Regions from separate parts of the Zea mays genome. Here region 1 is linked to region 2. Evidence: chromatin contacts called from public Hi-C data. All regions are on one chromosome and are shown on one strand. Each heading gives the region's core, a stretch centred on a gene start, on an enhancer-like site or on the middle of the called end of the contact. The rest is flanking DNA. Distances are from core to core; before and after follow the strand shown.

Evidence for each region. A called contact is a pair of places that touch in the nucleus more often than the background predicts.
Region 1: a contact with region 2 is called in a Hi-C map of leaf, with 7 times the contacts expected there. The contact joins the promoter of LOC542144 here to the promoter of LOC100278439 in region 2. A contact is called at or near these places in 2 of 25 Hi-C or Micro-C datasets (both in leaf).

Annotation. Positions count from the first base shown.
Region 1 is chr9:130,842,924-130,845,623 of Zm-B73-REFERENCE-NAM-5.0, forward strand. LOC542144 (salt-induced MAP kinase 1) reads left to right here and starts at 1,436. Exons shown (of 7, transcript NM_001111769.2): 1 at 1,436-1,856; 2 at 2,092-2,221. The coding sequence starts at 1,696.
Region 2 is chr9:130,680,012-130,682,711 of Zm-B73-REFERENCE-NAM-5.0, forward strand. LOC100278439 reads right to left here and starts at 1,451. Exons shown (of 7, transcript NM_001151717.1): 1 at 1,046-1,451; 2 at 793-945; 3 at 608-685; 4 at 396-491; 5 at 260-295; 6 at 4-167. The coding sequence starts at 1,342.

The DNA of each region.
Region 1 (2,700 bases), core at 186-2,685, 160 kb after region 2:
GGCGAGCCGGCGAGCGGCGGCTGGACGGACGCGGGGACGCGGCTGCCTGCTGGACTGAGGAGCGGACGTGAACGTGACCTATTTTTTGGAGACGATATGGGCCTATTCGTTTGAGTTAGTGGACTGCAGCCCCGGACGTAGATCCGTCCCTGAGCATAGCGATGGTGTCATGTGAGGCTGATGAAGAGAGGGAGCTAAACAAGAAGAATGGGTTAAATTTAATTTGAACACCGCATTGGTGCATGACTGTATATATGTCACGTTATGTTTAAAGTTAAGATGTATAAATCTATGATGAATAAATTTAAAAGTTTATGACCTAGAAAATTTTAATAGTCGTGAGCTTAATTGAAATTCTTACATAGATAACATCGTAGATGATAATGTTTGACACTGTTTATAGAGTATAGTTTAAAGTAGAGAATGCGATAGCGATGGCCTCACATTGATCAGGGCGCATGCAAGCTCGTGATTTCATATTACTTCGGATTTCGGCCAGACGAGCTTTCACACAGATCGTCCTATATATGATGGATCCACACCATCTTCATGCCTTGACATCGACCGTGGAAGAAACGTGTGGCTCTTAGCAAGGTCAAGAGGTGGTTGAAAGGCACAGCGCCATGCCCCCAAGAGAAGAGAAACCCTCCATGCCAACTGCTTGGGAGTTGGAATTGTCAAGCGCATCGCAGATTGACATTTCTGGCTGCTGATGCTGATCCCATATCATGCTGACGAGTAAACGGGTCAATGCACCGCGTAAGGAAATGAAGGTATTTCTTGCTTTCTGTACGACTGTAAGTTGAATTCCAAACTCTTAGCATGTACTGTACTGTATTATTTTTTCATTGTTTGCTCTGAGAAATAGCTATAGACACCATAACTTGAGAGCTTAATTGGTAGGATCATGCTTCGAACTGATTATTATATAGAGCCCTTTCTATATTTACTTTACAAGCTACAAGTTAAAAAGAGAACCCACTTTTTATTTGCTCCCAGTTCAATCACCATCAGAATTGCTTTACCATATGCTCCTCAATAGAATCGCTTCATCAGCAAAATAATAAGTTCAAGGATAAAACTTAAAACCAGAAAGTAGAGCTCTATTTATACTTGATCATTAGTGAACTAGAATCCTATTCTCTCCCAACCATTTATGTTTCCGTCACTTAATGATGACGCTACACCTAGTACGCAACAAGGTCATGTCACCGGCTACCTCACTGGATCATATGTGGCAGGTTCATGACCACGTATTCCCCCATTTCAAATCATAAGGTATATTCTGATTGTTTAAAACACTTAAATCATTTATTTTATTATATTTTTAAAATAAATTTACATTATTTTGGTTTTTTCTAAGAAAATAAAGTACCTTATAATTCGGAAGAGAAAGCGAGGGGGTAGGAAATACAAATGTACTCCGTAGAATATAATTTTTTTAAATAAAAAAAAACATGAGGTGTTTTCCCCCAAACACCGCTCCACCTCCTTCCTCCTCGTTGCGCTCCGGATCCATCCCCATTCCCCAGTCGCCGCCCAAGTCAAAAGGAGGGAAGCTTCTTCCACTACAGTCCTTGAGGCCGCCCATCAACGACTAGACGCTGGTCAAGCTGCACCAACCCTAGCCCCATAACCCTAGGTCCCTCCTCCACGCCCCCTTCCAGAGAGGCGAGGAAGGAGGCGAAAGGAACCATGGATTCCTCCGGCGGCGGCGGTGGAGCGCAGATCAAGGGTATGGCGACGCACGGGGGCCGCTACGTGCTGTACAACGTGTACGGAAACCTCTTCGAGGTCTCCTCCAAGTACGCCCCACCCATCCGCCCCATCGGTCGCGGCGCCTACGGCATTGTCTGGTGCGTCCCCTCCCCCTCCCCTTCCTTCCCCACTCCCCCCGCTGGTGATGGCAAATCGAGCTGCTGTCTTTGCTCTGCCTACGCGCCGTGGTTGCGCGTGTAGATTTGGTGCGGCTGTGGCGGTTTAGGCAAAGATTTATGGAGAGACGAGTCACTGCCGCAAAGTTTGTCTGCATAGCCCGTAGATGTGCTAATCTTGTACTAAGTAATTTTGGGGGCTGTTCCCTCGTTTCAGCGCGGCTGTCAACTCGCAGTCAGGGGAGGAGGTTGCGATCAAGAAGGTTGGCAATGCGTTCGACAACCACATCGACGCCAAGCGGACGCTCAGGGAAATCAAGCTGCTGCGCCACATGGACCATGAGAACGTACGCACGTGTGATGCTTTTTTTTTACCGGTGCCTCTGGCCATTTCTGGAATTCTGGTTCTGTGATACTTGGATTTGGGGCTTGCTCTTGTTTGTTTCTCCACAATCTCCTAGTTATCGGCATTATGGTTGTGTGTGCTTTAAGTTGTCAACTTGTCATAGGAAGCTTACAGTTGTGGTAGTTCTTTCAACTGTAAAGATCTATGCTGCCAATTCGCTAAAAATAGCTGCAACACGCAGTGCCTTTTGAGTATCAAAGAAGCACAGCTTTACTGCAACACCGGTCGTTATGCAATGTATTGAAATTTCTGTTCTCTGCTTATGTAGAATTTCTATAAATAGGATGGAGGACAGTACTCCCATCTTCACGCTTTCTATAGTTGACATATTAAAGTGAAGTGGGGACATGGGGTTGGATTAGGGATTGCATATGGTTTTGTTTTCAAATTTAATTTATTTCGGAGGAAAAACTTTAGCCT
Region 2 (2,700 bases), core at 201-2,700:
CACCTCAAGCTCGGCTTGGACGAGGCGGTGGCGGAGGAGGGAGGCTGGCTCAGGGCGTGGAGGAAGTCCTCGACCGGCGCGGCGAACGCGAAGAGCGACACGGCGCCCACGAGCAGCGCGCCGGTGCCCACCAGCGTCTGCTTCAGCAGGTTGACCACCGGCTTCACCTGCAGAGCAGAGGTTCGTCGTCGGTGAGACTTACCACAAATGAAGTGTGCTTTGTTTGGGGGCGGGGTGCCAAAAGAATTTGCGTTAGTACCTTGTAAGATCCCAGGAGCCTGTCACGGGCCAACACCTGTAGTTCAATGGAAATGCAGAAGTGTAAACATGATCTATCTGTGCAACTAGCTATATCTTGGTGGCCATTGAATCATGTTTGTTTGTTTTTTGTTCACCTCTGGTGGCTTCACCCACATCTGGCCGTCGTACCATCCGGTTTCTTCGTACGGTACCACCGCTGACAGCAGGCGATCACCAACGTAGCTCCACCCCTGCACAGGGACACGGTAGACGGCGCTAGCTCAAGTCAAGACTAGCACAAGCTGAGAACAAATTAATCCGTCGGCAAAGTCGACACCACCAATTCTTCTCTCGATCATGTCCTTACCAGGTATATCCTGAGAACCGCCAGTGACACCAGAAGCAGCGTCCCGATCCCAGCTGCTAGCACGAACTTGAGTGGATCCTGCGTGGCTTTGGGCAGAATTTCAGAGACCAAGGAAGAAATGGCCAAGCTAAAATCACAGGGACGTACGTATGCAGAGAAGGCTGGGGATCCGAATTTCGGCGCACCTTTCCTGGATTGAAGCTTGCGGCGGCAATTGGAGCCGCGAGCACAGTGAAGGTCACGAGGCACAGGCCGCCGAGGCGGAGGAAGAAGGACCCTGGGCTCAGCTCCGCCCACGAGTAGAGGGCGCTATCCTTGAGAGCAGAGTACTCGTTCACCTGCACCAAAACAAAAACAAAAAAAAAAAAACGTTTGGAAATATGAAATAATGTCCACAAATCAGTCATCTGAATTACTAGACATAGCATCTGGGGTTACCGGTCTTTGCTCGAAGGGGACTTGGATCTCCAGCCCGGGGTCCCAGCTCGGACCGCCGCCGGCGAAGCCGCGGCGGCTGCTGCCCTCCGGCTCCTCCTTCAGCGCCATCACCACCGTGGCGCTCTGCCTCGGCCGCCTCGCGACGAGGCCACCCGCCGCCGCTAGCGCTGGCCTCCGGCTGCGGCGCCAGCAGGGCTCTACTGCCGCGTAGCAGGCGCCATGGCCATAGCCGCCTGGAACAGGAACCGGGAGCACCACCGAGTGGACGCCGACGACGATCTTCAGCCGGAGCAGCATGGATAAACAGCACCCTTCCTGGCCCTGGGTGTCTGTCACGCCGCGTATCTGCTGCCCGCCTCCTCCCTCTGTACTTCTTTGCCTCCTATGCTAGGGTGTGCGGTGCGTCGAGCGGGCGACCGAGACGTGTGCATCTTTTTACGTGGTGCGGGTGCATCGGGCGACGGCTCGTGTGGCTGGCGCAGGAGGGGGGTGTGGCGCCCTAGCCTACACGTGGTGGGTGCCCGGTGGCACGTTGCCTGCTCGTTTCGGCGCGCGCCGCCTCATGCCTGGATTGAGATCCTCTGAATTTGTGGATGGGTCACTGACACGCGGGACTGAGCAGAACTGGGTCCCACGTGCAGTGACACAACTGCACAAATGCATAAATTCAGAGGACCCGCGTCCCTCATGCCTACGCTCGGTTGTTTGCCAGTCGTACCTCGGCCTGCATTGGGCTAGGATCCTCTGAAAATCTCGAAAATCAATGTGTGCCGGGCCAGGATTATTATGTACCTGCTCCCTCCGGTTTCCTATTAGTTGTCATTTAGGACAACGACATGGTCTCCAAAATATAACTTTGACCAGTATTTTTTGTTAAAATACAAATAAACTCTTAATATATTTATACTTTTATAAAAGTACTTTTTATGATAAATTGGTGCATATAAATATTAGGTTCCAAAACTAAATAACGAAATAGTTATTTGTAGTCAAAATTTTATAAGTTTGACTCGAACCTTATCCAAAACGACAACTAATAGGAAACCAGAGGGAGTACTGTTTTAGTATTTAAAGAACAAAATCACCCCTCACGAGTAGGAGTGGTAATGATCACGATTCAAATACTTCTTTACAAAATAATAATACCCTAACTAAATTTTATTTTAAAAATGAATATAAATAGATCTAATTCCAATTTGATCTGATCTTTAAACCTTACAATGTAAAATTTAGTTTATCGCACCCTACATGCATTTACAACTATAATCTATAGAGACAAAACATTGTAAAAACAGTAGAAGAAAGTACGGTTTAAAGTCAACCGAACAGGCTGAAAGTTACAATTCTAAATGGTTTTTAGTTTATTTTTAGTTCATGTCACATCGAATGTTTGGATGTTCGTTAGAAGTATTAAATATATTCTAAAATTCTAAAACTAATTATACAGATTAGAACTAAATGATAAGACAAATCTATGTTTGGTGTCTCATCCTAACACCTAAGAAAGCTGGGTCTGGAACAACTGATGGCTACATCGCCGAATGATCAGCTCGTTCCATGGTGTCAGCGAACACGAAGGGCAATGAGGAGGTGTAGTTTTCATTTCATCCATTCGCTGAAAGCTTGAACGGACAAAGAGAGTGAAGCCCAGGCCT